3 separate regions of the Sus scrofa genome follow, and all the other regions are linked to region 2. Evidence: chromatin contacts called from public HiChIP or PLAC-seq data. All regions are on one chromosome and are shown on one strand. Each heading gives the region's core, a stretch centred on a gene start, on an enhancer-like site or on the middle of the called end of the contact. The rest is flanking DNA. Distances are from core to core; before and after follow the strand shown.

Region 1 (3,993 bases), core at 58-2,557, 150 kb before region 2:
CCACATCCTCACAGAGACTATGTCGGGTCCTTAACCTGCTGAGCCACAACTGGAACTCCAGATGATGGAAAGGTTTAACTTGCTCTTTTGCTGACATTTTGGGTCTTGAGGAAAGTTTTAGTCAAATGAGCAGTGTGGCAATTTAACTATAGGCATTCCAGGGTTTTATTGTTCCAAGTCCATTAGGATATAAAGTGATTCATGAAAAAGCTTCAAAAGGATTAATGCCTGTCTCTTTTCTGAAGTTAAAATATTTTAATGCTCTTTAAACCCCCTCCCCAAATTTTATGGTGATTCACTTATAAAAAATCTCTCTCATTGGCAGGAACACATGTTAGCTACATTTATACACTCAAGGAACACCATAGAGACCAAAATATTATGTTACTAAGTTAATGATATGCACATCTCAGAGAATTTTCTGTAATCGATATCTGTGACCAAGTTGGCAAGAGATCAAACAGCTCTCTGGATAAACCCCTGCTAGGCTTTCCTCTGAGGGCTTCGCCCACTGACCATTGCCGAGTTTATTATATGGTTCACCTTCAGACAATAATTCACGGCCAGTGTATGATCTTACTCCAGCTGCTGCCTACATATTTGGGGATGCCTATCTTGCAGCTCAAGGTCAATGATAATATTTACTCACATGCTAAGGAAAGCATTATGTTACATACGTGGCATATATTGACCATCTATTTTTAGCTGCAGCTACAGGTATGCAGTGACTTAGGTAAACTGTGTACCCCGACTTTGAGAGAAGATGGTACTGGGAGGCTGTAAACACGCTCAATATAAACATTTGAGTTTGCCTGTCATGCTATTGAGCAGGTTCAACGCAGTCTCCTTGGCATTTTATCTGATCTTCAGAACTGCGGGGTGACCCCCTACTGGTTTTCAGGGTTGTCGTGTGAGATGGGTTGAGGCTCCTTCTGAATGACCCTAGAAGACAGAACTAAACCAACAGACGAAATCTGTAGAGTCCCATTTTAATCCCTAATAAAGGAGCCTTTTCTTCCTATCAGGTCTTTATGGGGACTCTAATTGGCTTTATAGTTAGTGCATTTTCTTAGTGAAAACGTCTAACACAGCGACAAAGGGAAGGATCCACTGAGTAGCCAGATGAGATGATCTTTCTAATTTTCTTCAAATGTTGGAATCCCAGGGAAAAGCTCGAGGATTCCTATAGTTAAGGAGAGGCAGTAGCTTGCTGTCCTTCGGATCCTAAAAGGGAATATATTACCCTGTCTTCCCTTTCCATATTCTTCAGTGCTACTGGACACAGGCCCAGCTCAGACTTACGGTTCAGCCCCGGGCTGCAGCTGCTGCGTGGCTAATGGAAAAGGCCCAGGAATCAGCACTCTGTCCACTCCATGCCAACAGGCTCGCCTGATTGGAACAAAAACCCAGTCAAGCTGCCTGTTTGGCACCGTGCAAGCCACACATCTGGGTGCCTCACAAGATTTCCGACTGAAGGGAGGGACTGATTTCAAACTATGTAGACCCGACATGCAATGCGTTCTTCCCGGCTGGGCTGGGCCACTGAGCCAGTGAAAGTGGGGACCATGAAAGCCATGGGATCTTGGAGCATCAAAGGATCTCAGAGAAGAGCTTACCCTACATTTTTCAAAACATGTTCCATGGAAACCTTGCCTTGTGAAAGGCTCCTTGGGAAGAAAATAACCTAATAGCAAAGAAATTACAGAAGGATTTTTGCATATGTAGGTCTCCAGAAGATGCACCATGCATGTTAATAAAGTACATGTTTTGAGACGTTTCAGTGCCAAGGGACTTCAGTAAACACAGATCTGAACAATATGATTTTTTTCCTTGCATGACAGTCACTAACATGACATGGAAAATACACTGAGATATAACGATATTTTAGTACCAAGCCCTCCTTTTTACATATGAAGAAACTTAGGTCCAGAAGGATAAAGTGACTTGTCCAAAGCTGAATAAACTGACAGAGTTATGACTAGGCTTGGGTTTCCTTGCTCCTAATCTTATATTCTTTTATTCTGAACGATTGCGGTGATCACGTTTTTGACTTTTATACTGCATTTGATCATGCCTAGATCTGGTGTTCATCTTTAGACTGATCAGCTCTGGCCACGGGGTAGAGTCTGGGAAAAGCCTTAAGATAAGTACAAATTTGGACATATTATTTTTTTACATCGTGGCTCTTTTTGATCATACAGTTATCCTAAGAATTTAAGCGGCTGCTTCTCAATGTCATTACTGCAGACACTCTTTACTAATTAGCAATATAGGAAATGTATAATCTAATTAGACTGAACTACAAACTCCAGATGCTTCTCTAACTCCTAATTTCAAAGTCTACAAATAATAAAAGCTGGGGGGTGTGAAGGAAAGGGAGCCCTCCTCCACTGCTGGTGGGGACATCAAGTGCCACAGCCACTATGGAGAACAGTATGGGAGTTCCTTAAAAAACTAAAAACAGGGAGTCCCCATCATGGCTCAGCAGAAATGAATCTGACTAGGATCCACAAGGACGCGGGTTCCATCCCTGGCCTCGCTCAGTGGGCCAAGGATCCAGCGTTGCCGTGAGCTGTGGTGTGGGTCACAGACTCAGCTCAGATCTGGTGTTGCTGTGGCTGTGGTGTAGGCCATCGTCTACAGCTCCAACTTGACCCCTAGCCTGGGAACCTCCACATGGCATGGGTGCAGCCTGAAAAAGACAAAACAACAACAACGACACAAAAAAAAAAGAAAAAAAAAAAACAAACTAAAACCAGAGTTAGCATATGATCCTGCCATCTCACTCCCGAGCATATACTGAAGAAAACTAATTTGAAAAAATAAGTAGTTCATTGCAGCACTATTTACAATGGCCAAGACATGGAAGCAAGTTAAATGTTCATCAACAAATGAATGGATAAAGAAAATATGGTGCATACATACAATGAAATATTACTCAGCCACAGAAAAGAGGGCAATGATGCCATTTTTAGCAACATGGATGGACCTAGAGATTCTCAAACTAAGTGACATAAACTAGACAGTGACAAATATCATATGATATCACTTATAGGGCATCTAAAACCAAATAGAAATGAACTTATTTACAGAACAGAAATAGACCCACAGACATAGAAAACAACATTACGGTTCCCAAATGGGAAAGGGCAGGGAAGGGGTAAATTGGGAGATGGGGATTAACATGTACACAATACTATGTATAGACTAGGCAACCAACAGGGACCTGCTGCACAGCACAGGGAAGTACACTCAATATTTTATAACATCCTATAAGGGAAAAGAATCTGCAAAAGAATTTGTATACACGATATATACATATATGTGTAAATGTGTATATGTGAATATATATATATATATGTATGCATATATAACAATCGCTTTGCTGTACACCTGAAACTAAAGTATAATACTGTCCATCAGTTATACTTCAATTTAAAAAAATAACAATGAAAAAAATAAAGTCATCAGCCTTGGAGCAGAAATAAAACACAGTAGGCTGGCTTGGGCAGCTAGATACTTTTTTTGCAAAAGTGAAGGCGTTTAGATCTGAGCTATCCTATAAAATGTCCTGCAATGATGGAAACATTATTTTCTGCCATCCAATGTGGTAGGCACTAGGCACATGCAGCTCCTGAGCACTTGGTAAGTGGTTAGAGTCAAAGAGGAACTAAAATTTTTATTTTCTTCAATTTTAATTAATTTAAATTTACACGGCCACATGTAGCTAATGGCTAGCAGACAGGGCAGCACAGCTCTAGAATGATCCAATGCTCAGGTTCATGTCCCTCCAGAACTACATCCTATAGCAATTATCACAGGGTGATTCATAGGCTAGGAGGAGCAAGAGACTACGAAATTGGGGTTCTCTAATTCACCCCCTCTTTTTCTGCGGTATTCAGATTTCAAACCACAATCCTGTGTTATCCTTAGCATCAGAAGCAAAGTCTGTTAAAATACACTCCACTACTATTGCAGCTCGGAAAGAGCAGT
Region 2 (3,575 bases), core at 181-2,680:
CAGAATAAAGGTGCTGGGTGAACATCAGAGCTGGCCCATGACTGAAGGACTGGGGACACGGAGCAGACGGCAGGGGTGGGGTAGGGGAGATGGACAGGCTATCCTGCAGCAGAAACAAAGCCAGATGGACTGATGGAGCTCATTCAGGAGCCCGCAGACAGGTGCAATGGAAGTACCCGCAAGTGATGCCTAAGACTGAAGGTGGAGGATTGGGCTGAAACTGCCCAAACCGACAGCGATGTTTTCTCTCTTTCTCTTGGACAGGCAACAGGGTCAAGACTTACACATTTGTGTAAGAACCGTTTTGCCATTTTAAACAAATCAACACTCACAAATCACAGCCCTCCCTGCCCCAAGGTTCATCTGCCTTGTGTCATCCTTTGGTGACAAAAAGCAAACTTCAAAACAAAACAAAACAAAAATGCAGGCTGGTAGTAAAGCCTTCTTTCACCAAGGTCCGGCCTTGGGGCTAAATGGGAGCGTTCTGCCAGCCATCAAACTTAACGGCCTTTAAACATGTGCAACATTTCTCTCAGCAAATTGGTTCCTTAATATGGTAAAATGTGCGGCACCCAAGGGGAAATGCTGGTGATCTCAGAGGCCAAAGCTGATGGAGTCACAGTACGGTATTCCTGAAAAGCACTCCTACTTTCCACTTTGATACAACCAGAAGCAAATACGAGAGGCAGGAGGTTTTGACATCCATTGTTTATTCTCACTGAAATTTTCCTCCTATAGAGCACAGCACAGTGGTTTAATTCATAGCTTATGGGATTTTTAAAAATATAAACCATTCAAATTTTTTCTATATTAATCAGTGGTTTCTAAAGATCCACAGGGATAAATAAACCCTGCAAGCTGGCAGGGGCTTTTCGTGGCATAACCACTGGTAGTTATAAACAGTAAACAAAACATAGTAACCATTTTAAGCACAAGAGATTGCTGTATCACTGGGGGCATAAATCATTAGTTTAATAATTTCAGCAGCAGTGTCTCTAAAGCAAAATTAAGCCAACAGTTCCCCCTGTGGCAATAATGAAGTACTGTAATGTGAAAAGAAAAAAACAACCAAGAGAAGGCATTATTGTGCCTTGGAACCGACTGCAAATTCAAGTTCAACACAGAACTGTAGCACTCTTGTCTCTGAGCTGCTCTTGTGAGAGGTGGAGAGGGGGTTGCCTCCAAACCCCACGTCTCTTTTTGGGGACATTTTGACAAGCACAAGTGCACTTTCATTTAAGCCCCCCATGGCCGGCATGCACCGTACGGAGGGCACGGAAGCGATGACATGTCCCAATTGAGAAGATGACGCATTTCTCTCAGCTGTGTAGGCAGACATTATTCACAGATTTCGAGAGCGCCAAAGGGGTGCCAGGCCCGGGACAGGACACGGAGATGACACAGGTTCCCTTCCAGGGGCTCTCGAGCTAGATGGCCAACAATCTGAACAGAAACGCTTGGCAGCTGTGAGCTGGGCCAGTCCACCCAGCCACATGAGTAAAGCTGGCCTGTCTTTCCCATGAATTTCACCCAGTGCCAAAGTTCATTTTAAAAAAAACAAAACTGGCTAATAATCTGTGCACTTTGGCTAAGTGTACTTGCCAGTGGGGCGTTATCCAACAAGAGGAGTCCAGGGAGACCTTCGTGATTCCCCCTGCTGTACGGGGTCAGTTCTATAGAACCTTCCCTTTCCGCCCGGATTTCTCCATCTCTTTCATGAAACCAGTATAGTCCTGCCATTTTCCTTACCAAAAAAAAAAAAAAAAGTTCTGGAGTTCCCATCGTGGCTCAGTGGTGGTTAACGAATCCAACTAGGAACCGTGAGGTTGCGGGTTCGATCCCTGGCCTTGCTCAGTGGGTTAAGGATCCAGCATTGCTGTGAGCTGTGGTGTAGGTTGCAGACGTGGCTCGGATCCCATGTTGCTGTGGCTCTGGCATATGCCGGTGGCTACAGCTCCGATTAGATCCCTTGCCTGGGAACCTCCATATGCTGCGGGAGTGGCCCAAGAAATGGCAAAAAGACAAAAAAAAAAGTTCTGATTGGAGACAGGGGTTTTTCCCCCTCAATAATACCATTTATTTAAGGCAGGATTTTACTTACTAACACCATTCCCTATGTTTTTTAGAGTACTTATTACAGACACAATTATCTCTTTGGAATGTATTTGGTTTTAAAAGTATGATTTTTAAAATAATACAGAAGCTGTATTATTTTCACGAAACTGACTCCCAGCTTGACTCTCTTATGCACTGGATTGAAGTGGTGATTTTAACAACACAGGGATACAGATTAATCTAGCAAGTACAGGGTCAGAAGCACTCTTATGGAACAGACACAACCTAATGATTTAGAAATCGTTAATCAACAGATGGTTTTTTTTCCCCTGGGGGGGAGGTGGCTTTGTTTTCAACTGTGATACTTTAGATACAGTTGTCTTAAAGAACCCAGTGACTTTCCTTAGTAGGTCAGATTACAGATGCAATCGCTTGCTGTACACATGCTCCTTTATTAATCTGAAACGAGACAATGAGATGGAGAAGATGGCTCTCTCTGCACCTTTAAGAAAAAGTTTTTCTCCACAAGCTAAATATATTATTACATCTTTTAACTCTCTCTCGCCAAATAAATTTTGAAAGGTACCAAGCGAGCATCATCACCCTCCTCTACCCTGTACTGTAAGTGTGGCAGGGAAGCATCGTGTATACACAGCGTCGACTAGCACATCTCATTTATGGTCAAAGAAAAGTTAGAGCCGGATCCTCAGCAAAATTGTAAGGAAATGTGTTCGTCCTTATTTCTGCTCCCTTCTCTCTTCTCCAGGCCCTTCCCCTGTCTTTAGCTCCTGCATGTCTTATGTCTTCAGGGACGCTATTGACTAATGTCACCATTCTTATTTACATGGGATGGCTCTTAAGGAACCTCCTTAAAAAACTAAACATAGAACTACCATACAATCCAGCAATTTCACTCCTGGGCATATATCCAGAGAAAACCATAATTCAAAAAGATACATGCACCCTGAGGTTCACTGCAGCACTATTGACAATAGCCAAGACATGGAAGCAACCTAAATGTCCACTGACAAAGGAATGGATAAAGAAGATGTGGTACATATATATAATGGAATATTACTCAGCCTTAAAAAGAACAAAATAATGCCATTTGCAGCAACATGGATGAATCTAGACCAACATATTGAGTGAAGTAAGTCAGAGATAGACAAATATCATATGATATAACTTACATGTGGAATCTAATAAACAATGATACAAAGGGACTTATTAAAACAGAAAAAAAAAAAAACCTCACAGATTTCAAAACCAATCTTATGGTTACCACAGGCGAAATCCTTGTGAGGGAAGGAAGAATTGGGAGGGTGGGAATAGAATATACACACTGTTATACAAAATAAATGATTAATGAGAACCTACTGGTTAGCACAGGAAAATCTACTCAATAGTTTATAATAAACTATATGGGAAAAAAGAATGGACATATTTATATGTGTGACTGATTGCTTTGCTGAAACCTGAAACTAATACAACATTGTAAATCAACCATACTCCAATAAAAT
Region 3 (3,577 bases), core at 158-2,657, 180 kb before region 2:
TGTTTGGTTTATATTTTTATTTCAATATTAGTTTTAAATAATTCAAGATGGTTAATTTTTTTTTCTTTCTTTTTACGGATGCACCTGCAGCATATGGAAGTTCCCAGGCCCGGGGTCAGATTGGAGCTATAGCTGCTGGCCTGCACCACAGCCACAGCAATGCCAGATCCAAGCTGCATCTGTGACCTACACTGCAGCTCATGGCAACGCGGGATCCTTAACCCACTGAGCAAGGCCAGGGATGGAACCTACCTCCTCACAGAGACAAAGTCAGGTCCTTAGCCTGATGAGGCACAGGGGGAATGCTCCTAAATAATTCAAGTTAAGTAAAAGGTCAAAAGGAAGTTTGTTAAAATTCCAAAAGTTCAGATCAAAAATTCAAGGGTGACTTAAAGAAGAAAGAAAGAAATCTGAGATGTATACCGAGTCGATTTAGACACATGTAGCCTGGAAGTGCATTTAGGAGGCCGTGGCTCCTCCTGGGGGGAGCTTCTTCCTCAGCTCACTGGGAAGCACACGATTGCCTGGCTCCCTCTGGCTGTGTGGCGAGCAGCCAGGTCAGGGCACAGCTCTGCTCTCCGGGGCAGAGACAGCAGGGCAGGAGCTACAGGAGTGCTCTGATTGATTTCTCTGTTTTCTTTCTTTTTTTTTTCCTTAAAGGGAGGGGGGGGAAAAGTGTTCTAAGAGAGACACAAGGCTCAACAAGTTGAATTTGGGATTTATTCCCGGTATTACTTGGATTTTCAAGAATTTTTGGAAATCTTGCCTTTCGGCCACAGCCTTTCGGTAATATGGGTTATTTGCCAAATTCATTTCAAGCTCTTGAATTTACAGTTAAAAGAGAAATAAAAAAGTCTTTCATTTGTTCCTAAGCTGTTTATTTTGCTTGTAAAACCAATCATAAGGTCTCCCCAATAAAAAAAGAAATGCATGAAAGTTCTAACTCCAGGGGACTGAACTGTTGAAGGCTGAAATTCCCCTAGGCAAAGCCAGAAGTCATTTTAATGAGACAGTTTTCTCTTTGAATTCGGGAGGGCATGGAACAACACCCTCGCCGAGAAAATTCCCTTTATCCTGCTTTAGAATTCCCCCCTCTAAGAAAGATGGGGTTGGAATGGCTGGCCTTTTAAGGCGTGAGCAGTGGAAAACTGGTAGCAATCGTCTATTACTTTCTAGCACTGGGAAACGGCTTGGAGCCTAGCTTGGTGTGATGCTCCGTGGTGTGGTCTGGCCAGCGTGGTGGCGTGGTACCCATTGGGACCGTGGGTGTGCTCTGGGCCCGCCCCCCCTACCCCTGCCCGGTTCCACGATCGCCACCTCTCCACACGGCTCACACATACACCCTACACGGCAGACTGTGCTGATAGCCAGGCTGGCCATCTGCTGAGTTTGGAACCACAGATACTAAAAATATTACGAAATGGGTTTTCTCCCCTCCCCACCCCCCCGCCCCAAACGCCCGGAGCAAGGCTGATCTGTATCCTGAGAAGCAAAATCCTAACGGAAATGAGGAAAAACACCAAAGCCAAACCTAAAAACTGCACCATCCGATTCGTTTCAGATCTCCTAAGACCAGCCCTGGCCATGTGGGATCCTGTTTTGCAGAAAATTTGGACACAAATCAAGGGTTTTGTTTCTTTGGGTTTAAAAACTTTTCATCACTTTTTCCTTCTAGCATGAAAATACAACACTAACTACTTTACCAGGAGGAGCAAAAGTGTTTGAAAAATAATTTCGCCCCTGCCAGCGTCTGCTATTGAGATCAGTGTCCATTCCAATTTGTTCCTGACTCTCCAAAGATATATTTTTTTCTCATTGGGAATTTTCTCCTTATGGGAATACGAAGGCAGAGAATCTGTGACACAAACAAACAAGCAAATAAGTGACCTTGGCATGCAGAAGCTCTGCTCCTGAGCGCTGCCCTCCCTCTGGACTTGCCAGTATCCTCTGCTCCAAGAGGCAGTGCACCAGTGGGAGAGCCCGTGGAAAGTCTGGAAGCTCGAGGTTGGCTCTATGCTCCCCCCACACCTAGCCCATCCTTCTGGCTTTATCATGACATAACACACAGTAAGTACCTTCTTTTCATCTTCCACACACACCTGAAGTCTTCTTCCCTTAATTCCTCTTGTGGGGCGGGGTCTCTGATCCCTCTGTTCCAAGCTCCCTCTCTTTACCTCTTTTTCCTACTCCCCCTTCACTCACCTCACCTCCCCTTTTACTGAAAAGTGAGGCATCAACTCGCAAAAAACCAAAAACAAGAAAACAAATAAGTTTTTTTAAAAACGGGCATAATGGGCAGGCCTCATCCATCATTAAAGACCTTAAGCACAGAAGCGGAGGGTTTCCAGAGCGGGAGGCTTACGTCCCATGACTGCGGCATCGCTCATCACTGGAGTTTCCAGCCTGCGGGTCTGCCGAATGGATGCTGGACTCAAGACTGAGACAGCAGCTATTACCTGAACTTCCAGCCTGTCAGACAGCCCACGTGTACCAGACCTCACAGTCATGGGAGCCAAGTCCTTAAATCTCTCTATTTCTATAACCATCTCTCTCTCTCTCTTATTGGCTCTGCTTCCCTGGAGAACTCAGGCATACACACACACACACACACACACACACACACACGCATGCCGTTTCCTTATTTCTTGAAGTACAGCAGGGTCAGCAAACTCTGGCCCATCTGCCACATCACCTGTATTTGTAAATACGGTTTGACTGGAACATAGCCATGCGCATTCATTTATGTATTGTTCGTGGCTGCTTTTGTCCTACAATTGAGCAGCATTAAGTGGTTTCAACAGGTAATAGTGACCCACAAAGCTGTAATATTTACTCTCTGGACCTTTACAGAAAACATTTACTGACGCCCAGATGTTCCCATTGTGGCTCAGCAGGAATGAACCTGACTAGTATCCATGAGGATGTGGGTTCGATTCCTGGCCTCGCTCAGTGGGTTAAGGATCCGGCATTGCTGTGAGCTGTGGTGTAGGTTGCAGATGTGGCTCAGATGCCCTGTTGCTGTGGCTCTGGTGTAGGCCAGCAGCTGCAGCTCTGATTTGACCCCTAGCCTGGGAACTTCCATAGGTCACAGGTGCGGCCCTAAAAACACAAAAAACAACAACGAAAAGACTTTACTGACACCCAGATGAAAGTAAAAGCTGCAGGACATCAGGAGGTATGCCATCTTTTTGTGGGGAAAATTTTGTAGGCCTTGAGGGTTGCTAAGATACTGCTAGAGCGACTAAGAAAGTTATGGGGTTTTTCTCCTGGAGAGAATAAGAATGAAAATGTTGATTTCTTTTCAATATCAATCAGGATGTTTACCTGTTTGTGGACAAGTTGGCTAAACAAAATATCCTGTCGAATGGATGGTCCTGGTATTTTTCTTGTCATGGATCTCCCTCAGGAACCTAAAACAACATCCCATGCTACTAGAAACGTACTTGCTACCCGACCTTGCGTTGTTTTCCTTCTAGGAAATAATCCTAAGGCAACAAGCCTAAAATAAATCTTTGTATTTCCAATTAATAGGGCAGGCTGAGCTGATGGAAGGATCCTCTCTTCTGAGTAAACTCAC

What was found. HiChIP or PLAC-seq counts read pairs in DNA pulled down with a chosen protein or histone mark.
Region 1: a contact with region 2 is called in an H3K27ac HiChIP or PLAC-seq map of skeletal muscle. The contact joins two enhancer-like sites. A contact is called at or near these places in 1 of 47 Hi-C or Micro-C datasets (embryonic fibroblasts) and 1 of 2 datasets of contacts at active chromatin or transcription factors (skeletal muscle).
Region 3: an H3K27ac HiChIP or PLAC-seq map of skeletal muscle shows a contact between it and region 2, with 5 times the contacts expected there. The contact joins two enhancer-like sites. A contact is called at or near these places in 1 of 47 Hi-C or Micro-C datasets (embryonic fibroblasts) and 1 of 2 datasets of contacts at active chromatin or transcription factors (skeletal muscle).

The regions. Positions count from the first base shown.
Region 1 is chr10:8,715,939-8,719,931 of Sscrofa11.1, forward strand. The region is part of intron 4 of LOC102164422; the gene reads right to left. Among named protein-coding and RNA genes, the nearest start is that of LYPLAL1, 230 kb to the right of the region's middle. Within about 2 kb of position 1,308, at least 7 of the 83 cell types and tissues checked have an H3K27ac peak or open chromatin away from gene starts, as enhancers often do. A contact at or near this core is called in skeletal muscle, where this site is marked.
Region 2 is chr10:8,868,026-8,871,600 of Sscrofa11.1, forward strand. All of the region lies in intron 2 of LOC102164422, which reads right to left. Among named protein-coding and RNA genes, the nearest start is that of LYPLAL1, 77 kb to the right of the region's middle. Within about 2 kb of position 1,431, at least 15 of the 83 cell types and tissues checked have an H3K27ac peak or open chromatin away from gene starts, as enhancers often do. A contact at or near this core is called in skeletal muscle, where this site is marked.
Region 3 is chr10:8,689,589-8,693,165 of Sscrofa11.1, forward strand. All of the region lies in intron 5 of LOC102164422, which reads right to left. Among named protein-coding and RNA genes, the nearest start is that of LYPLAL1, 260 kb to the right of the region's middle. Within about 2 kb of position 1,408, at least 14 of the 83 cell types and tissues checked have an H3K27ac peak or open chromatin away from gene starts, as enhancers often do. A contact at or near this core is called in skeletal muscle, where this site is marked.